2 separate regions of the Ovis aries genome follow, and region 2 is linked to region 1. The links are chromatin contacts, called in public Hi-C maps. All regions are on one chromosome and are shown on one strand. The core of a region is the stretch at or near the end of the contact, and the rest is flanking DNA. Distances in the headings are between cores, read along the strand shown. Region 1 holds the start of NAT16 (N-acetyltransferase 16 (putative)). Region 2 overlaps SERPINE1 (serpin family E member 1).

Region 1 (6,208 bases), core at 2,164-4,663:
TAGACATCAGATCTCTCCATATCGCTGCCCCAGTGGCCCCCACCCCACATATTCAAACATAAATTAAGGAGTGGACAGATGGACAGTTCTATTAGAAAATGTCAAGCCGTTCCTCTCAGGGTAATCAAAACCGCCCTTTCCTTCCTCTTTGAGGCTGTTCCCTCCTTTTCCAGAGGGAGACTTGGCTCCATTCCAGGGCTAGGTGATTATTTTGAAAAGAGCTCTGTTGGAGCTTCAGCAAACAAATATCCACCAAGATTACCTATGCCCTCTCCCCGCTGACTTCACCTCTAGAGATGCAGTCCCTTCCCTTCTCTCTCTCTTCTTTTTTGGAAATTTCTTCCTGTGATCCTTGCTTCATGTCCCACTCAGGCTGCCCCTGCTCTTCCCATTCCTCCAAGTCTCCTTTTTGGGTCAGAACCTTGTGTATCTGCTACGCCTTTGGCATCCAATTCTTCTTCCCCCCTCCTGCTCAGGGGCAGGGCCAAAGAGAAAGCTCCCTGCCCAAGGCCAGATGACTCCTCATTGCTAGACCTCTCTTTTCCAGACCAACAAAATAAGCCAATCAAATCCCCTCCTCTCTCAGCCAGGTAGAACTGTTCCCTGATGTAACCTACATAAGCCTCAGTAACCAACATCCCAGGGGACACACATGCCAGCTGCTTTGTGGGGGGCGATATTAATTTGAGATTGAGAGAATGAATACAAGGATGATAAGGAAAATGCTGCCCCCTTTCCTGGAACCTGGCCCAGGGGGTGCTTGAACTACATCTCCCATAGTGCCCTGGGGCACAGGGCTGCCTCAGCCTTATAGAACATGACATGGGTTTGGGAGATGGGACCAGCAACGGGTGGCTGAGCTGGTAAAGAATCCGCCTGCAATTCAGGAGACCTGGGTTTGATCCTTGGGTTGGGAAGATCCCCTGCGGTTACCCACTCCAGGTATTCTGGCCTGGAGAATTCCCTGGACTGCATAGTCCATGGGGTCACAAAGAGGTGGACACGACTGAGCGACTTTCAGTTTAGTTTCCATATCGCAAACATGGCTTATGTAAACACAATGTGCTTCCTATACCAGCAAGTTTCAAACAAGGGCTCCATCTCCTTTTTTTTTTCTTTCAGTCTAATGTTGATGCTCAAGGCTCTGCCATGTAAGCTAGGGTGTGGTCAGATAGCTCAGGCCAGTATCATAAAAGGGGGAGGGGAAGCACAGGCTCAGAGGATCTTAGGATCTTAGGGCCATCAGGGACCATCTGGCTCCATCCTTTCATGGAGATAAAATCAATCGAGGCCCAAGATGGTTAAGATCTTGCCTAAGGTGACTCAGCTTGGGCAAAGCCAGGCAAAAACTTCCATTTTACTGGCTCTGAGGCCAGTGGGGAGATCTCTGACCCCAGCCTGAAGAGCAAGGATAGGAAAGACTGGGTCCTTGGCAGGAGTCAAAGGTTCCAAGTGCTAAGGGCTAAGCTGACTCAGAACGAGAGACGAGCTTGCGAGAGGAACCCTCACTGCCATCTCTCCACTGTCAGCAATTTCTATGCCAAAAATGAGATCAATCAGACTCCTCATGCCAGGCTCTAGGAATGACGGGTCCCAGAGATGAATAGGTTAGCTTGAGGCTCCCATTTGGATTTCCAGACAACCTCACCAGCGGTTCCTGAATCCCTGGAAGATACAAGCTGGCAATTCAGTGATAACTCCAACAATTCTCCACTGCTGCCCAAAGCGGGCAGAACGTGAGCCACCTGAAGACAGCCGCTCATGCAACGGGACGTTGGTTTCCCTCTCTCTTTCAAGACGGGGAGACTGTTTCCAAAGAGTGTGTCTACATCTCAGATACGGACATGTATAAGGGGAGGGGATTCCCAGGGCCACAGGGAAGGAGAGGGAGCCTGCCCAGCCACCCTGCTTCTTTTCTCCCCAGCACTCTCTACTCCTATTCCCTTGCAGGAGCTGGAGAGGTTCCAAGGTCCGTAAGCCTTGGGGGAGGTGGGTGCTGCGGTAAAAGTGCGTTAGGGAGTCCAGGCCAAGCCAAAACAACCAGCTGGCCCCCACAACCCTTGTTACACACTCTGATCCATTCCCACCCTCCAACCTGGCTCCTTGAATTATAACTTCCATTAGGTGTGGAGGCAGAGGAGGAGGCAGCCCTATGCCCCAGGGCACTATGGGAGATGTAGTCCAAGCACCCCCGGGGCCAGGTTCCAGGAAAGGGGGCAGCATTTTCCTTATCATCCTTGTATCCATTCTCTCAGTCTCATAGATATGAATGATCCACACTGGTGAGAGGATAACTGTAGTCATCCCTGGGCATGCCAGGAGCCCAATCCCCTCTCCCCTCCTCCCTCACCCCGCACACCTGAAATATTAATGCCGCTGAGGTCGCAGCTTCTCTGAGCTGGAAGACAAACGGAGAGAGGAAAGGCAGGGACAAAGAGACGGCGGCTACACGAAGCGCCCAAAGAAAAGAGAGACAAGGATCAGAATTGAGCCAGAAAGGAGACAAAGGCCATCAAGAGAGGATCTGGGGGGCACGGATAATGAGTCACAGACAAGACACCTGGTGATTCAGAGCCCAGTAGACGCAAAAAGAAAAAAAAAAAAAAAAAAACAAACCTTTCTAGCTTGCACCCCCTCCCCAAAGAGATCAGAAATGGAAAGCAGAGTGACACGCCCCCTTCTCCCAGCGGGTGTGTGGTGGGGAAAGGGGTCAAGTAAGAGGTGACAAGGTGAAGTGGGGGCAGAGGCAAGGGATGGGGAACACCGTGGAGCTGGGGAGGGGGGTGCCTGGGGCCCCAGAGGGCCAGAATCATGGAGAGGGGGTGCTGTACTGGAGGGTCGTCCGGTCTGTTGGGGAAGCAGGAGGCAGGCGGATCCCAAAGGAAGCTACTTGGCAAGGGTCCCCCCGGACACTGCCAGACTCTGGGGAACGGTAGGAGCCAAATGATGATGGGGTGAAGGAGGGAAGGCGCCTCTGAACATCTGAACAAAGTCGGGTCTCAAGTTACTATCATCCCGGGGACTGGCAGGGGTTGGGCAGTAGGGGGCGCGGCGGCCTGCTTCTCCTGGGGGGGCGTGGCCTTCCGCTGTCCCCATCCCGCGGGGGAGGAGCACGCCAGCCTCCCGCCCCCAGGCCCCGCTGCATCCCCCTACCTCTCCCGAGCTAGGGCCAGGGCCGGGGTGCTGAGAAGCCGATCGAGGCCGGCCGCAAAGAGAGGGGTCCCCTCGGAGCTCCGAGGGTCAAATTCCGATGAGGCGCGGGGATCCGGCCGCGCCGTCCGGTCCCGACTCGGAGTTCTCATAGAAGGCGGGGTCAGCACCACCGCTCAGACCGGCTCGCGGGCTCGGGTTCCCAGCGCTTCGGGATTCGGGCGGTGCGGGTGGCACCCGCCGCTACGCTCCGGCTCGGCCCCGGCGGCGGCGCTCGGAGGGGCGGAGACCCCAGCGATGCGAAGGAAACCCGGCGCGGATCTGGAGCGGACTGTGCTGCGGCCGGGGGCTGGCTGGGGCGCGGGGCAGGAGATGGGGTGGCGGGGCGCGGGGGAAAGCGGAGCTGCCCTGGGCGGTGAGGTGGGCGCAGCTGAGTGGCCTCTAGCGTTGCAGATGAGGCCCCCTCCCCTTGTCCCCGGTGGGGAGCGGGACTGAGGGTGGGCAGGTGTCTTGAGTTTTGGTGGAGTGGAGTGACAGAGTTATCGCATCGTGCCAGCAGCATCTTTAAGTTCGGTCCCGGGAGTTCACCCCGCCGCTCAAGTTCCCCTTCTCCAGGCCCCCCAGCAAAGTCAGCCAGGCTCTCCTATCTCTGGCCGCCAGATTAGTAAGAGCAGCTGGAAAGGGGACACGGAGCCGAACACCCTGCCCAGGTCGGAGAAGCCGACAGGGGAAACGGGAAACCCAAGACGGTTGGGAAGGGAGGAGACCCCAAGAGGCAGAAGCGGGACACGGAAAGGAGCAGAGCGAGGCCTGCTCTGGGCCAGATGACCCCCGCGCCCCGGGGTCGCCGAGCAGCCTCGCCCAGCTCCGCTCAGCCGCGGGCATCTCTCCCGCCGTCAGGCCGCAAGGCCCCCACGGGGCAGCACGAGTGCACGGGGCCGTACACCTGTGGACTTCCAGGGACACCTGTGGGCATCCGAGTACACGAACACAGACCTCTGTGCGCACCGCCGGGCTCCTGGGCTGACTCCGGTGGGTGGAAGGAAGGGCCCAGCGAGCCGATTGGAACTGGAGGGACTGCAGGGCCGCCTCTGACTCTAACAAGCTAGTGGCCCAGACTCTTAACTCCTGGTGGGAGCTCCCCACCCCCATGAAGTGAGGTAAAACACCTGCAGTTGTATCTGCAAGGAGCCAGGAAAGTGATGGATGTGAACGTCCTTTAAAACCCGCACAGTGCTACTGAGGCTGGGACACCCTCCCTTGTCCCTCCTCCCACCTCCTGCCCAGCTCCCATGCTCCCTCTTCCCACCAAAGCTGACCTCTCACCTACCTCTTTCTAGTTTCACACTTTCCAAGGTGTTTGCTCTGCAACCTGGTAATCGTATCCCATTGGCTGAGCTAATGTGACAAGATGGAGGATTTGAAGGAGTTCCCGGACTCCCGCCAGCAAAGCCACCCCAAGAGTTAAAGGGATCAGAGTCATCTCTTCAGTTCAAAGGCAAGCAAGCCAATAGGTAAGTCTCCCCCATTTCTGATTTTTGAAGCTGCTAACACACTATGCATCTCATAAAGCTGCGGTTATGGTGGAATATGTTCATTCATGCGAAAGGACCTCAAAAAGCTAAAAGATGGAGGAAAAAGTCACCAGTGGCAGAATGGAGAGGCCACTCTCATTCCTCGCCTTTCTCCTGAAGCCTCCCCTCTGTGATCAGAAATGCTTGGATTGGTCCAACTTTCACCCACCTCCAGTTCTCTCAACTAATCAGAATGGAAAGTTTCCCAAAGTTCCAGTTCTCTCCTGTCCAATCTATAGGTGGTGCTGCCTTCTTCTATGCTGCTGCTAAGTCGCTTCAGTCATGTCCGACTCTGTGCTACCCCATAGACGGCAGCCCACCAGACTCCCCTGTCCCTGGGATTCTCCAGGCAAGAACACTGGAGTGGATTGCCATTTCCTTCTCCAATGCATGAAAGTGAAAAGTGAAAGGGAAGTCGCTCAGTCGTGTCCAACTCTTAGCGACCCCATGGACTGCAGCCCACCAGGCTCCTCCATCCATGGGATTTTCCAGGCAAGAGTACTGGAGTGGGGTGCCATTGCCTTCTCCGGCATTATTCTATAAAAGGCTCAAATATGGTTGCATTATTGGAATTTTCTCAGATATGAATGCTCAAGATTTAAATCCAATCAGTTGTTAGGGGCTGCAAAATAGTGATATTCTTGTTCTTTCTGTTTTTTCTTCTCCCCCCGCCCAAACTGGAATATGCTTATAAAAGGAAATTTGTTCTCTTTTACTATGATTACTCTCAGAGATAGTTTGTGATGGAAAGACTGGATAAATGCTTGAATTTCTCCCTTTATTTGTTAACTTTTAAAATAATGTGATGGTTCCCCAGCATCCTTCAACGGTGATCAATTATTAACTTTCAGGACCATTATGAACTCATGGATTTTAAGCAAGCTTAATGTAATGCATTAGGGCATCCCAGGTGGCTTAATGGTAAAGAATCCACCTGTCCATGCAGGAGATAAGGGTTTGATCCCTGGCTCGGGAAGATCCTCGAGTAGAAAATGACAAACCCACTCCAGTATTCTTGCCTGGGAAATCCCAAGGACAGAGGAACCTGGTGGGCTACAGTCCATGGGGTTGCAAAGAGTCAGACACGACTTAGTGACTAAAACACAAAGTAATGTGATGCAATCCAGCGCAGTTATTGTTCCTAACGCTGAAGCTATCCAGCTCTTTTGTAAATTGATATTTTAAAGCAACATAGAAGACAGTGCTAGATCTTCAGGAAGTGCAGCGTGGATGCAGAGGGGAAGGTGTCCTGGACCAGCTTGGCAGGTTGGCAGGTAGAAGGATATATACTGGACGTGAGACCCAAACTGAAACTCAAAAACTCCTCGCCAGATAACAAAGGAGGGCAGGGTCCCTCCTGCGGGAAGGGAAACCTGAGCTAAGCCCAGAGCTGAGAAACACCTTGCTTTGCAAGAACAAGCAATGCTGGGTTGCACCCATCCTGTAGACTGGGGCTGGCCAGTCAGCCAACGGCTTTAAGCAAC
Region 2 (6,208 bases), core at 1,704-4,203, 36 kb before region 1:
AGGCGGACTTCTCCAGTCTTTCAGGTAAGAGGTTTCCCTTTCCCTTTCTTCCCCTGGTGGACAGTGGGGTCTCCCGAGGACAGAGGAGCTTCCCCACCACCACCCCTGAGGACCAAGGCTAATGCGCTCTGGGGTCCGCCTCCATTTCAGATCAAGAGTTTCTGTACGTGTCGCAGGCACTGCAGAAAGTGAAGATCGAGGTGAATGAGAGCGGCACGCTGGCGTCCTCCTCCACAGGTGAGTCAGGCTCAGGTGAGGCCTGGCGAGTCTCAGCCCCAGGCTTCCACGAGGGGCCATGATCTGGTACCCATACCCGGGGTGCACCGGGAAGAGCCCACTGCCCTGGTCTATCTACCGGGCCTCTCCTGGTAGAACAGGGCTTCCTGTATGGAGAGCATTACCGTTACCTGATCCCACTAGAAAATGGGCCTGCTTTCCCCGGGACCCCGTTCCCTCCCCACTGGCTCTGAAGTCCCCCTGAATGGGAGGTTCTGGCTGGCTCTCAGAGTGGCCAGTCGACTTAAAGGCGCTTGCCTCCAACATGCCTTGAAAGAGTTTAGATAAACCTGCCTTCGAGTGAGTGGGCTTCCCTTGTGGTTCAGCTGGTAAAGAATCCGTCTGCAATGCAGGAGGCCTGGGTTCAATCCCTGGGTTGGGAAGATCCCCTGGAGAAGGGAAAGGCTACCCACTCCAGTATTCTGGCCTGGAGAATTCCACGGACTGTATAGTCCATGGGGTCGCAAAGAGTCAGACACGACTGAGCGACTTTCACTTTCACTACTCAAGCAAATAGCTGCTAGAGCTCTGCCCAACTGCCTTAGAGGACATCCTGACACTTCTGGGTTCACAGTACGGGCTCAGTAGTCATGGCACGTGAGCTCAGTTGCTCTGCGGCTTGTGGAATGCTCCTGGACCAGGAAGCAAACCCGTGTCCCCTGCATTGCAGGCAGATTCTGATGCGCTATGCCACCAGGGAAGTCTCTGCTGTGATTATTTGGCTTCCCAGGTGGCACTGTGGTAAAGAATCTGCCTGCCAATGCAGGAGATGCAAGTTCGATCCCTGGTTGGGCAGATCCCTTGGAGTAGAAAATGGCAACCCACTCCAGTGTTCTTGCCTGGAAAATCCCATGGAAACAGAAGCCTGGTGGGCTACAGCCCATGGGGTCACAGAGTCGGATGTGCCTGAGCACACACGCACCAGGAAACAATGAAGCCTCCCAATCCACTCCCCAGCCCCAGCCCTGGTGTCACTGGATCACTTGTGGCCCATCCAGGCGCCAGGGCCCACGTCCCTCTGTTCTAAGATTCTGTCCTGTCTCTTCCAGCCGTTATAGTCTCAGCCCGAATGGCCCCCGAGGAGGTCATCATGGACAGACCCTTCCTCTTCGTGGTGCGGCACAACCCCACAGGTGAGCCGGGGACCTGAGAGGCCCCGCCACTCTCGGCCCCCCTCCCCATTCTCCTGGAGTCAGGTACCATCCAGGCAGGTGTAGACGCCCCCACTTCCCCCAAGAAGACTCCAGGCAACGAATCATGGCTGTGCTCTCCTTCCACTTGGAGGGGAGTGCTCTCTCTCCAGACAGGGTGCTTGTCTGTCCCTCTGCCCAGCTTAGTCACTAGAGCAGCTGTGTCTCTGAACACTCATGTCCCCATTATCTCAGTTCATCCATAAACACCGAGCTGGGTGAGCTGTCCCCCGCCTCCCCCCCTTCTCATCTCCTGTGATGCTTCCGTCCTCAGGAACTGTCCTGTTCATGGGCCAAGTGATGGAACCCTGACCATGGGGAAGACAGCCCTCATCTGGGACAGACTAGAGATGTCCAAGAGGAAGAAAGTCTGGAGCAAAGAATTATTAATTCATTTTTCTGGAAAAAGAGAAGATATTTATTTATTTTTTTTTTCCATGGTAAATTCTTTCAAATTTGCCTCTTAGACCTAACTTTGGGCTCTCTCAGGAGGGGCAAAGAGGACCTTTGAGTTAAACCCTCCAATGGAGACCCTGGGAGAGACTGGGAGGCATCACACCCAGCCGGCCTCCCAACTGGACTGCAGGACTCCCAGGACCGCTGGCCCAGCTGCTTCTGCCCATTGCTCTGCCAGGTCAGGCCTTGGGTCCCGGATCCCACCGAGGCCCTGGTAGGATGGCACCACAAGGCTTACACGAAGGAGCTTTTGTGTGCTCGCTAGAAATGTGTGTTCCGGTCACGTTGCCGTCACTCTTGCACTGTCTGCCACTGCTGAGAAGGCTGGCAGCAGGCCCGAGAAGGCCAAGGTGAGAAACACCCTTTCAAGCCAAGGTCCATCCTTCCCCAGCTCCGAGGTTCGAGACCCACCCCGGCCTGGCTGCTCCCTCCCCAGGAAACAGTGTGTCTATATTATTTTAGAGTGTAGGTGACTTGTTTACTCAGAGAAGCAGGTTTCTGCTTCCCACAAACTTTATGTTGCAGAAACGGAAGGAGAGATGAGGTGTGTGCCTGGTTCTTGGCTCCCATCTCCTGGTGGGGAGGGTGAGATGCCAGGGGTGTGCCTGAATATTTATCACATCCTTGTCCTTGTGCGCTTGGGAGAGAGAAACGTCTTCAGAGAAACATTATTTAACCTTGTTCACCGTGTTCCCTTGGGGGGCTCTGTGTGGCTGCATCTCAGGAGAGGCCTCTTGACTGTCCCTCCCCTCCACCAGGTGGCAAGCCTCCCGGGGCCCACACTGCCACCTGGTGGAGGCCCAGCGCCCCCGCGCCTCTCCTCTCCCCGGTTTTCCACCCGATGGAGCCTCGTCCCTGGCAGGACCATCCAACTTCGGCTCACTTTTAGGGACCGAAAGGATGTGGTGGGTGAAGAGAGACGGAGTGGTTTCAAAATTTTCCAGTATATTTAGGAGCAGGAGTGCAAGGGGCTCCACGACCTAGCAGGACAGAACTTTCCCCAATTACAGGGTGACTCACAGCCGCACTGGTGACTCACTTCAGTGTGTCATTTCCGGCTGCTGTGTGTGAGCGGTGGACGCGTGAGAGAGAGAGAGAGAGAATGACAGAGCCAGCGAGCTAGGGCTCAATTACCTCCGGCAGATAATCTTTCTGAAAGCCAGCTAGCTGAGGGGGTACGGAGAGAGGACCGATTTATTGAAGAATTGCACATAGACATTGAATGAATGTAACCTAACAGAACCCAATCACCCCGCTGTGCCCTTCAGTGAAAAACCTTCCTTCTTTGTGTGTGTGTTGTTTTGTTTATCTTTTTTCTTGATGCACTGGACAGTGTCGGCCACACTCAGTACCCCCACTTGTGGGGTCCATGGCTCTTGAAACTGCTTTTTCACTTTTGATATAGAAGCAAGTAAAAAAAAATGTTTTTTAAAAAAAATAATAAATAAATAAAAAGAATATTCCAAAATAGTCCTTGGCCATGACTTTCCTTGTTTCACACAGCACAAAATCCAGACCCTATCAGTTTACAGACCTGATGAACTGGGATCTTTATGAAACACACACCTGCAAGGGGCAAGGCACACCGACCTGTCCTGGGTGAATCTGCAGGGCTGGCCACTGGAGCCTGCAAGAAGACCCCCGGGGGGACACCCTGTGTAGAACGTGCTTCTCCCTTTGGGCCTCATCCTCGAAAAGAAAAGAGGGACTTCCTTGGTGGTCCAGTGGTTAAGACTCTGTGCTTCCACTGCAGGGCCGTGGGTTCCATCTCCGGTTAAGATCCCACGTGCCCTTTGGCATGGCCAAAAAAAATAAAAAGGAAAGAGGTTCCTCAGACACCTGCCACCCACCCAGACACCTCTTTTCACTGTCCCTGTCACTTCCCATTCTATTCATTTCTTTCCCCACCAAATGTTCCCATCCTCCCCGCACCTACCCCACTCCCCATTTCTCAAAACACAAACCAAATCCATTCCCTCCACCCTGGATTCCCAGGGGATCCAGTCAACATCGCCGCTGTCTACTTGGCAAGTACTCAGCTTCTCTTTTCCTGGTGTGTAACAGTGCTTGCACGCATGCACGCTCTTTAATTTGGGGTGTGCATGTTATCCTCTCCACCCCCATCGACATATCAGGTTCTTTGAAAGAAGGCTCTTTTGTTACATAGGTTGTTAATATCATCCTTAAAATGTTATCCTGAATTATTATCTTCTTCCAACATCTTGAAGGCTCTTGTCAGGGGACCTTCTTCCCCCAATTATTTTCCATTTATATATCCCACAGGAATTTTTAAATGGAAAAAATACCAAGAACTAGCTGTCAAAATCTTGTGCTGTCCAGCTCCAGAGCCCTAAAGATGGGCCTGATAGACCCAGTCCCCCTGGAAACTTGGATCATGTCTTAATAGGAACCCATTCTTGTCCAGGGGCTGTTGGTCAAAACATTGTCTGATAGTTAAGCAGTAGTGAGCTTTCCATCACTGGAAGTGTTCAAGGACAGCCAAGATGATCTGCTGGTGGGCATCATTCAGCAGTCAGGGTAGAGGGGGTGAATTTTTTTTTTTTTATGATAAGGAATTCCTTCTCATACTAAGACAGTTGAACACTTTGAAAGGGCAGAAGTGGATTGTTGATGGACATTTTGTTTCCTGGCTTAAAAAATACGCCATCGTTGTTGCCGAGAATGCGGAGATAGCCATCCTGTACCTCCATCCCTGTGCACATGTGCTCCCATATCCATGAGATAACTTCCTAGCAATGGGATTAAGTGTCTTCTAAGAACCTCCCAATCCCACAAGTATGTGATTCTGGTCACACAAACATCTTCAAATGGTATACAAAACAATTTAAAGCGACCATTTTGCCTGGTACGAATCTTACCTTTTCTGAAGCTTAAAAAAGCCTTCACAACTTTCCTAAATAAGCGCACCGCCATGAATAAAGACAGACTTTAGGACTTCCCTGGTGGTCCAGTGGCTAAGACTCCGAGCTCCCAATGCGAGGGGCCTGGGTTCAATCCCTGGTCGGGGAACTAGATCTCACGTGCCACACCTAAATTTGCCTGCTGAAACTAAAAAGATCCTGCATGCCGCAACCAAGACCCAGCACAGCCAAATTAAAAAGAAAAAAAGAAGATAAGAGTTCAGATCTTGAACTAAAAGAAGCTTCACATTATAATTTTCCCTAAAATTATGTTAGCCTGCCTTGGAGCAAACTTTGATTGTAATGTTTTGGAGAGTAAATCCAGACAGGGTCTTCATTCATCGCCTCCCTCCTCAATCATTCAGTATGTACTGAGGCTTTCTTGCTACCCTTCCCATTCCTGTTCCCCTCCCAAAGGTCAGTCCAGGGGCATCCTTGGGCGCCTCCAACACGATGTACCAGGATGTTCCGAGGGGATGTGGTTGCCACATCTCCTTGTGGATTCCTCTCTTTACATTTCAGGCTTGCATCCCTTGAGGCTGTTGCAGTAAGAGGGGCCCCACAGTGCAATTGAGCCTGGAGGGGAAGTCTTCTTTTCTCCTTAAAAAGCCAGTGGGAATCAGGGCAAGATCCAGAAGAAAGAGGCCAAGGGTGAGCAGCTCCCCAAATCTACTCTCAGCTTTATTTCTATTTTTCATTAAAATTTATGTTATTAATAAATGTATTATTTCTGGCTATGCTGGGTCCCCATTGCTGTGCTTGGGCCTTCTCTAGTGGCGAGTGGGGGCTACTCTCTCCTTTCGTAGCACAGGCTCTAGGCACTCATTTAGTAGTTGTGGCACGTGGGCTTAGTTGCCCCAAGGCATGTGGGATCTCCCCGGACCAGAGATTGAACCGGCGTCCCCTGTACTGCAAAGCAGATTCTTAACCACTGGGCTACCAGGGAAGCCCTTAAAATTTATTTTGTCATTTATTTGGCTCCATGGGGTTTTAGTTGGGACTTCCCAGGTGGCGCTGGTGGTAAAAGAAACCATCTGCCAATGACGGAGACATAAGACATGTGGCTTTGACCCCTGGGTCAGGAAGATCCCCTGGAGGAGGGCATGACGACCCACTCCAGTATTCTTGCCTGGAGAACCCCATGGACAGAGGAGCCCAGTGGGTTATAGTCCACGGGGTGGCAAAGAGTGGGACATGACTAAAGCGACTTAGCACATACACACAGGTCTTAGTTGTGGCACATGGGATCTTTCCTTGTGGCCTGCAGGCTTCTCTTTAGTTGTGGCGCATGGGCCCTAGAGTGGGCTGGATCAGGAACCCCACGATATATAGTATCTTAGTTCCCTGACCAAGGATCGAACACGC

The links. A called contact is a pair of places that touch in the nucleus more often than the background predicts.
Region 2: a contact with region 1 is called in a Hi-C map of liver, with 2.3 times the contacts expected there. The contact joins the enhancer-like site here to the promoter of NAT16 in region 1. A contact is called at or near these places in 6 of 16 Hi-C or Micro-C datasets (blood, hypothalamus, liver and 3 more).

Annotation. Positions count from the first base shown.
Region 1 is chr24:35,981,854-35,988,061 of ARS-UI_Ramb_v3.0, reverse strand. It overlaps NAT16 (N-acetyltransferase 16 (putative)), which reads right to left and starts at 3,413. Exons shown (of 10, transcript XM_060405835.1): 1 at 3,154-3,413.
Region 2 is chr24:36,017,121-36,023,328 of ARS-UI_Ramb_v3.0, reverse strand. It overlaps SERPINE1 (serpin family E member 1), which reads left to right. Exons shown (of 9, transcript NM_001174114.2): 6 at 1-24; 7 at 151-237; 8 at 1,326-1,409; 9 at 1,741-1,874. The coding sequence ends at 1,778. Among named protein-coding and RNA genes, the nearest start is that of SERPINE1, 7.7 kb to the left of the region's middle. Within about 2 kb of position 2,953, at least 18 of the 54 cell types and tissues checked have an H3K27ac peak or open chromatin away from gene starts, as enhancers often do. A contact at or near this core is called in liver and tail adipose tissue, where this site is marked.